2 separate regions of the Anas platyrhynchos genome follow, and region 2 is linked to region 1. A link is a contact called in public Hi-C data. All regions are on one chromosome and are shown on one strand. The core of a region is the stretch at or near the end of the contact, and the rest is flanking DNA. Distances in the headings are between cores, read along the strand shown. Region 1 overlaps CACNA1H (calcium voltage-gated channel subunit alpha1 H). Region 2 holds the start of CACNA1H (calcium voltage-gated channel subunit alpha1 H).

Region 1 (4,490 bases), core at 1,318-3,817:
CTCCTTCCCCTCCGTCGTCAGAGCCACAAGTCAGTTCTATCGCTCCGCACGACGTGGTTTATAGCAGGCTGTGCTCTTCATAATAAGCCGTTCTTTAGGACTTGGCCACACAACTCCTATTAATGTTAAAGTGACTAATGGACAGAAACCTCCCTGGGCATAAAGATAGGAATTATCTGCTCCTCTAAGTATCTCTTTCCATCGCAGGCTGTCAGCCGTCGTCTTCACTCATTGCTTTACCTTTCCACCTCGCTGTCACGTTCTTATTATATTATTTTCTTCTCCCCAGCAGAGTTTCCAAAAGGGTCACCAGTGTCTGTGCAGATGAAAGCAGCTCCTGCCAGGCTGGTGGCATTCCTTCCACCCGCTGGAAGGAAAACTGTAGGTTTCCTGCCAGGATTTGGCCACCTTCATCCACCCATGCACCAGCTTCACCCCAGCCCTTCCTCATGCTGGCACTGGGGGCTGGAGTCAGGAGGATAATAGGGTCCTAGGGGCTCCTGCAAACCAGTCTTGGTGGTGTTATCTGACTCAAGGTAAAAGCGATGGACTTTGATTTGTGTCTTTAGGCAGGCACACTCCTAACTTTTGTCGAGCAGGGAGAAGAGGGAAGAAAAGAGCCTGATATTATACCCTTATCTCAGCAACAAGGGTCAGCAATCCTTTATACTTGACTAGTGACATGGCTTTCCCTCAAAGGCTGAGGGAGATATAATTTCATTTTGCTAAACAAGCCCAGAACAGCTTTGCAGTTATCTCTGTGCTCGACACCGGGAATGCGAATGTGCTCGGTGGCAGAAAGCAGCAGCAGTGATGGAGAACTGATTTACCCATCGCTTCCCCTGTGAAATGTTAACCCAGGAGAACCCAGCCCAGGAACAAGGCAAGGACTCTTCTTAAGAACCCTCAGTGTGGTTAGAGTCACTCCTATGGGTCACAAACCTCATTATACATATAGCCCATATATGCACCTCATACTTCAGGATGGGCTTCTTCCCACTGTCCTAAACTGATAACTGACGTATTGTATTGTTTCCATCCTTATTTCCCCTCTTTCTTTATTACAAGGAGTTTGCCCTTCAGTAGCTCAGCTCTCATCATAGCAAAGGTCATACATTTTCTGAGGCAGCTTTTACCCAAATGAGGGAGAAGCGGGTTTGTCCGTGAAACAAAAACCTACGTGATGAGCTTCCTCCTCAGCGAAGAGCATCATTACTCACTTGAAAAATGTGAAACCATTTTCAATTGGTTCTGCGTGATGTTTGGGGGCTCAGGTTTCTTACAGTCAGCGTTTTTGCCTGAAAACCTGAAATGTTCACTGCCTAGACTCCTTTCCTTTGGGCTGCGAATTTCCGTGACAAGAAAACCACCGCGACCAACTCCATCCTATCTGGAGTGCCTGTGATGAGGCTGACTGCGAGGTCTCTGAGGAACAGGCTTATTTGAGGAGCTGATACTAGCTTTTTATGCAAACAAATTAAAAACCAGGCTTAAGCAGCTCAGAAAAACAAACAAACATCTCTCCTCTAGCACTGGAGGAGTGCGGTGGGGATGGCAGGAGAAGGAGGCACCTCCTGAGTCATGAAGATGCCCCACCAAAGGCAAACGCACCACGCAAGCCCAGAAAACCCCGATCCCCCCAGAAAAGAGCACAGCTCTCCCCCTAAACTGCAGCAAGAGAAAACTGCAAGGAAGCCTACATCATGATGTGAGCAGCCACTTGTGCTTCTCAGCTGCCTCACAAGGCGCTGCTCACGGTTCCCCTCCCAGCCCAACACGTGCAGCAGGACTGCAGCTCGCTCTCGTGATAACTGGTCTGCGAGAAGCAAACGGTGCCCAGGAGGCATCAGGCTGGGCTCCCCTCCTTGCACACACACACACACACACACACGCTTTTGTTTCCCACAAACACGCACCAAAGTTGAAGCCAAGTCAGGCGGCTCCCCCTGCGCAGCTCAGGTTTGGGAACACGCATGAACGCAACGTGTCTGCCCGGATCAATTTGTTACTCTCAAATTAGGTATTTTGTCAGGACTTCCCCCCCAGCACCACTTTCTCCTTAAAAAGGGCGTCGGACTGGGACACTGGGCTTGGCAGACCCAAAAGGGACAGCTTTTGCCTTTGCTTGAATCTTGCAGGAGTTCTAGAAACACCAGGGAGCACCTTCGGTACCGACAGCAGCCTTGGAAGACTGCTGAACTAACGAGAGAAGCAGCTAATAGGAACAGTGGTGGGTACTTAATTAAAACCTCACACACAGCCAGATGACAACAATTATTGGTGCTGCTTTTTTTTCCCTCTACTTAAATAAGCCTTTAGCACCTCAAAAATCGAAGTAAGGAAGACCTGCGAGGTACACAGATCAGAAATGTGCCCGAGCAGCACAAGCTCCTTCCCACGGCACAGCATCCATCTCCTGTCATGCCATGGCTTCATGCCCTGTTCCCCCCAGGGAGGGTGAGGAGGCTGCAGGTTTGTGGGATTTGGAGAACTTTGTAGACAAAGTAAAGAATCTTCTCAGAACAGCTGAGGTTCGTGTCCCCATCACGAAAAGAAAAGCAGCGGAGCCAGAGGGACACAGCCTGATAAGCAGCAATAACAAGCTGTTAGTGCGCGTGGCTAAGAGCAGGGTGCCCTCGGATACAGGGAAAAAAAAAAAAAGCAGAGCAAGTTAAAAACAAATTTAACAGCCATTGCAAATAGGCCTCCTGGTAGATTAAAGTTCAGGGTGCGAGGAGGAGGGAAGGGGAGGCGAGGGAGGCAGGTCCTTGTTCACCAGCTCAGGCTGAGCTCGGCACAGAAACCAGCAGTGGTGTAGGGAGCACCGGGGCTTGTTAGGGCTTGAGCCTATGGAGATGAGATTGATTCTTCCAGCCTTTCCCTAATTATGCACCTCTGATGAGCTTTGTTTTGTAAACCTTGGGAATCGGTCTCCCGAACACATGAGCGATATCAGGCTCACAAAAGCCAGCCAAGCATCTCGAGCCGTTCGATTCACCACTCCCTCCCGACCCGGGCACCGCTGTGCCTGGCACTCGGCTGTCCCCGACCCACAGCTGATCCAACAGCTTTGCCCAGCCATAAAAAAGGCAAAAAGGAAGCAATACCTGCAGAGCCCTCCCAACCCAGACAGCAATGTCCAAAAGCTATAAGAAACAGCTAAAAAACAGCTGAGGAATTCCCTGGGGAAGGGCGGAGGCTGGGGAGCGCAGGAAAGCCCTAAAAGATAGCAGAGGAGTGGGAACCACATATGGCAGTGATGATGTGAGTGCTGCTCCTGGAGAACAGGCCCTTGCCATTAAACCACCCCAAATTACAAGCTGCCAGAACCTGCTTCACGGATGTCGATGGCCTGATTCACACTGAGCAGTTTGTGATTATTCTGGAAGTGGCCATGGAGAAATGAAGTGCTGGGGTGCTGCAGAGCCAGAGCCTGCTGCTCCAACGGTGGTCTCCTGTTTATGAAAACCGATTTTCCCCCTCCGTGCTTAATACAATTATAGGTTTTAGAGAACCATCTCAATCAGCATCCTGCAGAAGAGACTACCACAGTGCTACAGCCATTGTCCAGAGCTGCCCATCCAGCTGGACGTGCGGATGCTGGAGAACCCAACATGGATTTACTTAAAGCCTTTCTTCTAACTAAATCATCCCTAAATTCTTCAGGGAATCCCTGAGTCTTCCCCTCTGCCTGTTTACCAGGATTTCATGATTTTCCCCCTGTTCATCAGTACCCATTGGTCCCAGAAAGCCCCCGGGTGGTTGCGGTAGCTCCTAAAGGAAAACCCCAGGAGCAGCATCAGCTCCCTGCTCCCAACCTCTGCCCAGGAGAGCTGGGAAGTGGCAGGGGCAGCCTGGGAGCACCCCGGGTGGTGTCTCCCCGAGTCCATCTCACCAGACAAGCCGTCCAACATGTGATTTCTCTGGGCCGTGCTTGCGCTCTTTGATAACGTATTTTATGTTTAGCCTCCAGCAACAGTGCTCTGCAATAATTACAACTCTTCAGCAAGGCAGCTCCAGTGATGTTTAATGCCAATTACTTCATAAGCGCTGTTTAATTAATGCTCCTTCCATGCTGCTCTTGCCTCTTACCCTCTGAAGAGCTGCAAGGACCACTGCCTCCAGCAGGCTGTGTGTCGGTGTGCCTACATGGGATAATTCTGGTCACTGCTGGCACGGAAAGCTGTTGGCACTAACCTCAGGCACACATACTGGAAGACAACATCAGGGTCCTGATTTTTTTTTCAGGTGCTTTGTTGGGGCTTGTAATTAACAATATAATCATTATCTTCCTGCAAGCTGAATGTTTTTCTATTCCAGGTATTCAGAAGCATCATCTATCTTCATTAGAGGACCTCATAAAGAAGTTCCCAACTGAAGACCATGCTCCCACTGAGCCAAATGAGGTTTCTCATCATTTGATCAATTGTGTAACTGCTTCTGAGAAAAACCCGAAAGTGAGCATATTCGCTCTTCTGTTCAATCAAGGG
Region 2 (4,589 bases), core at 2,029-4,528, 63 kb after region 1:
GTGCTTCCTAGACAAGCAAGGACCTCAGTGAAGCCCTTCAGACACAGATTTTAAGAGACATCAGTTACACCCCTCTCTCCAGACACAGATTTTAATGCAAACAAAGCTCGTTATCATGCTTTATAGATCTCTGCTTTCACATAGGCAGAAAGAGTCACCAGAACTGCACGAGTGGCCAGAAGCCACCTTTGTGTCTCCCTCCTCTCTTCCAAGTGACTCTGTCTCTGCGGGACAGGCACTCGGGGAATCTCTGCCCTTCCTGCACTGATCCGCCCGCGCTCCTCCTCGAGCTGCCTGCCCAGCTAAGCTGCTTTCCAAGCTTCCCAGCCGTCGGCAGCAGCATTCAGCACCGAGATGCCAGCTGCCCGACACACACCAGCACCACCCGGGCACAGCACCGGCTCCCCAGCGAGACCACATCTCGCTTCGGGGTCGCTCGACGCAGCTTCAGGAAACACAAAGCAGCAGCAAGACGAGCGCTCTCGCCAAGAAACTTCAGAGCAGCCACAAGAGAGAATTCTCACCGCAGCGTGCGGGACTGCCGGCAACAAGGAGGGGAGAGAAGGGGAAAAATCCCAGCCAGGAGCTCGTCCCTCTCGCTGCGATGCGTCGCGAGCATTGTTCAGCTCCAGCCACAACACGCCAGCTCCAACAGCAATAACGCTCTAAGACGGGGCTTATGCGGTTTTATTAGATTTCTGCCTCCCTCTTAACCAACCGTCACAATTTCCATCTGATATTATGTCATACGGGGAAGTTTTATGAAGGAATCCGGTCTCCCGTGAATTCTTTGGCGAGATGCTGAAACGCAAAGTTCTGCCCGACGATAAAAACAGCCTCACCCTCCAGCGGCAACGCGCACACCTGACTCCACTTCTCCAGAAACCTCAGCGGTGAGGCTGCTTTGTTCTCCTCCAGCTGCAGGTTGCTTTGCCACCAGCTTTTGGGGACGCCAAACCCAGGGCACCTCCCGGGGTGATGAATCGCTGCCAAAACCCCAGGCTTCACCCTCCTGCATGCCCCCAAAGTTTGGGAACACAATAACCCACTCTGGAAGGAACAGATCAGCCTCAACCCCCACCTCCGATATAAGAGGAGCACAGTGCCCTCCCCCGGGCCCCTCAAGGACCTGGTATTTCACTTTTTTGGTAGGGAACCATCAGCCACATTTAATATTTCTACGGCTGAAGCATCACCGCGGAGAGCTGCTACTTGTTTACTTCTCCCTCCCATTCACACATGGGAGAGCCCAGTTCTCCTCTCGCAAAAGTGGAGAGCAGAAATCTCCCCGTGGAAGCCGATAGTTCACGTAAACCTAGTTTAATCGACGGGAGACTCAAGGCCGTAACAATTGGGGGTTTTCTCCCTCCAAGGATTTCTCCTAATAACGGATTAAGGCAGCTTTCTGGGGAGGATTGTGCAATTCCTAATGACAACACCCGGCTTGGTGGTGTTGCTGTGGAAAACAGTGATCTCAGATGCACACAGGTTTCTTTGGTTAACTGAAGGGAGATCAATAATAACCATATTAATAAATAATGCTCTTAACAGCAGCGGCAGGATACAGGCAGCAAGCTGCAGGCAGGTAGCAGGGATAGGTAAAAGCATTAATTATCTGCACAATGTCAATGCTGCCGAGCTGACGTGCGGAGCGCAGCTGAAAGCTCACTTTTTGAAGATCACCAAGACAGACTGACAACTCTGCCTTCGCGCGAGCATTTTGGGTAAAATTCAGTTTTCCGCATGTCACAACCGAGAGGAACAGGCTGCTCTTTTTTTTTTTTTTTTTTTCCCTTTAACATTAATAAACTAGGTAAAGGACACGGGGGAGGGGGAGATTTTGAGGTCTGGCCGTCCTCCTCCTCCCCTGCCAGCAAGTTGGGAAGGAACAAAAGCCAAGGGGAGTTTTTTGGGACGAGGCGAGCGAGGCATGTGCCCTCCAAAGCCAACTCCAAGCCGCTCCATTTCCCTGCGACGAGAAGGCGCACATGCACTCCCGGCTCTTATATAAACAGCAGAAGGGGCAGCGCCTGTCTGAAATTCCCCACCGCGTCTAAAATAAATACGAGGCTGGCTCCAAACGTCACTCCCTCCGGCCCCACCGAGGGCGATGCGAAGCCGAAGGGTTTCTCCCTAATGTAGGTGCAGGGGGGGGGTGCGGCTCAGGACACCCCATATCCCCCTGCCCCGTTGCAACCCAGGGGGTGATGCTGGGTCCGTGCCATGCCCCCCCCGAGGCCAAGGGGTAGCAAACGTGGGCACACACCCCCTGAGCATCCCATAGGGGTGATGTGGGGGCAGAACCCCCTGTACCCCCCAGGAGATTGGGACCGGGACAGCACGGAATGGGGATGCTGGGGACACCCTGGGGACTTCAGAGCATCCCAGGGGTGGTGAGCCAGGGGATGCAGACCCCAGGGGGGTGCTCCAGGTACAGAGGGGGGGTCTCCTGCAATGGGAGGGGGTGCTGTCCCCCCGGGGAAAGGATATGGGTTACAGACCAGCCTGAGGCACCAGCTGCGCGGGCGGGTGGTTTGCTTGAGGCAGAAGAAAGCGGTGGGTGCCAGCGCCGGGTACGGCACCTGCTCCTCCTCCTCGGAGGCCAGTTCGGGCGGCGGGTCGCGGCCGGGGGAACCACCGGCACCGGGGGAACCGCCGGGACCGGAGCCGGCATCCTCCGGCGGCAGCTCGCTGGGGCGGCGGGGCGCCACGGGGATGGGCACCCGCACCTCGCCGCCGGCCGCCCGCGGCTCTCGGCTCTCGCCATCGCTCATGGTAGCGGCCAGGACCTGCGGGGCAAGGGCAGGGGGTCAGGGGGGAGCCGCTGGCCACCCCCCCACCCCCGGCAGCGGGGCGCGGCTCCCACCTGGCCCCGGCGCTCACAGCCGCCACAAAGCAGCCCCTAGGGGAAGGTGGGGGGGGGGGTCCAGTCGCCACCGGGGCGCGGCCGCTCCCACCCCCCTGAAAAACCTGATGTGTGTCCCCCCCCCCTCCTCTTCCCCAATCCATCCATCCTCCCTTCCCTCTCTCCTCCCCGCTCCCAGCTTTTAATTTTCGGGGATGGGTATTGCTAAAGGGGGGTGGGGGGTGTTCGCGAGGAGGAGGCGTGGGGGGGGGGGGTCCTACCTTAGTTCGGCGGAGCGCGGTGCCCCCAGGAGCATAGCCGTGCCTTTGGGTTCACATGGGACCGGGCTGCCGAGGGGTTGTGGGTTTGGGGTGGTGGTGGGGGGGGGGGCGCAGGGAGGCGGCGGACCCCCCCACACACACCCCCAGCAAGGCGAAGGCAGCGGGTGGGGGGGGGGGGCCGGGGGGGGGCCGGGACTCGGCGTGCGGCGCCCGCCCGCGGGGATGGAGGCTGGGGAGGAGGAGGAGGAGGAGGAGGAGAAGGAGGAGGAAGAAGAAGAGGAGGAGGCGGAGGAGAGGTGGCGGCGGGGGCGGGGGCCCTTCCCCGAGCCGTGCCCGTGCCGAGCCGAGCCTCTCCCGACGGTAATCCCAAGGAGCGAGCGGGCAGCCCCAGCAGCCGCTTTGCAAAGCTTCGCCCGTGCTTAACAGGAAACTTCGGATTTACCGGGGGAGGAGGGAGACGAGAGGGGAGGAGAGAAGCGGGGGCGGAGGGGGCTGGGAGCCCGCCGGGGGCGGGCAGCCGGGAGGAGCCGGGGCAGCCCCGGAGGGGAGGGAAGGAGGGGGGGGGGGCTCCCGCATCTGCCCGTGCCCCCCCTCCTCCCACCGCTGAGCCTCCCCCTGCCTTTGTTCGGGCGATGCGGGGCGCCCACAGCCTCCGGGGAGCCACCCTCATTTGGGGGGGGGGGGGAGGCAGAACCCCCTTTCCTCCCCCCCCCCCTCCCCAGGACTTTACGATGCCGCTGGGGGGGCTCCGGCTTTGTCCCACGCCCCGTGCCGCGAGGCTCCAGCTCCGCCGGGCTCCCCGGGGCCGCGTATCCCAAAGGGGGCAGCTGCGACCCCCCCGGGACCCTAAGGGGGCGGTAGGGCCCTGCTGGCCCTGTGCCCCCCCCCACTATTTCCACCCCCACCCCTCGGGCTCTGCCGCGTGGGAACCCGCCCGGCGCCGCTCCCACGGGGGCTGCGGGGCTGCCCCAACCCCCCGCCCACCCCCGCTTGCCTCCGGGGCATTAATTCATTAGTTTTAATAAAGAAATGTATAAGCCCGAGGTAGAGGTCGGAGCGTTTTAATAAATAAAGATCGGCTCTGCGAACTGCAGTGATTTTTAGCTGAGTAGCTAATCTTCTCAAGGGCTTAGCTCGGGGGGATCAGAATAAACAGATAATAGAAAGTCGTTACAGGCACCGTCCCCTTAAACTCTGCTTAGGAAGTTTTATTCTTTTAAGTTATTTCAGATTCTGCAAATTCTATCTGCACGTCCTGCAGGTGGAAGGGGGGAAAAGAGAGATTAAAAATGTTAGCTAGAGACATTCCCCTCCACTGGAATCTTTTAAAAGAGTGAGTTCATTATATCCCACCACATTCAATTTGCAAATGCAGTTCCCAATGCTATTCTTCATGGTTAATAACTGGGAATTGATTGAAAAGGGAGGTCATGCAGCCTTCAAAGCAGAAAGAGCCGAGCCTA

What was found. Hi-C and Micro-C count contacts between places; a contact is called where the count stands out from the background.
Region 2: a Hi-C map of small yellow follicle shows a contact between it and region 1, with 2.3 times the contacts expected there. The contact joins the promoter of CACNA1H here to the enhancer-like site in region 1. A contact is called at or near these places in 2 of 8 Hi-C or Micro-C datasets (F5 follicle and small yellow follicle).

The regions. Positions count from the first base shown.
Region 1 is chr15:17,690,439-17,694,928 of IASCAAS_PekinDuck_T2T, forward strand. All of the region lies in intron 2 of CACNA1H (calcium voltage-gated channel subunit alpha1 H), which reads right to left. Among named protein-coding and RNA genes, the nearest start is that of CACNA1H, 64 kb to the right of the region's middle. Within about 2 kb of position 2,568, at least 3 of the 8 cell types and tissues checked have an H3K27ac peak or open chromatin away from gene starts, as enhancers often do. A contact at or near this core is called in small yellow follicle, where this site is marked.
Region 2 is chr15:17,752,956-17,757,544 of IASCAAS_PekinDuck_T2T, forward strand. It overlaps CACNA1H (calcium voltage-gated channel subunit alpha1 H), which reads right to left and starts at 3,279. Exons shown (of 35, transcript XM_038186946.2): 1 at 3,127-3,279; 2 at 2,491-2,789. The coding sequence starts at 2,774. LOC139998744 (a long non-coding RNA gene) reads right to left here. Exons shown (of 6, transcript XR_011803608.1): 6 at 4,245-4,589.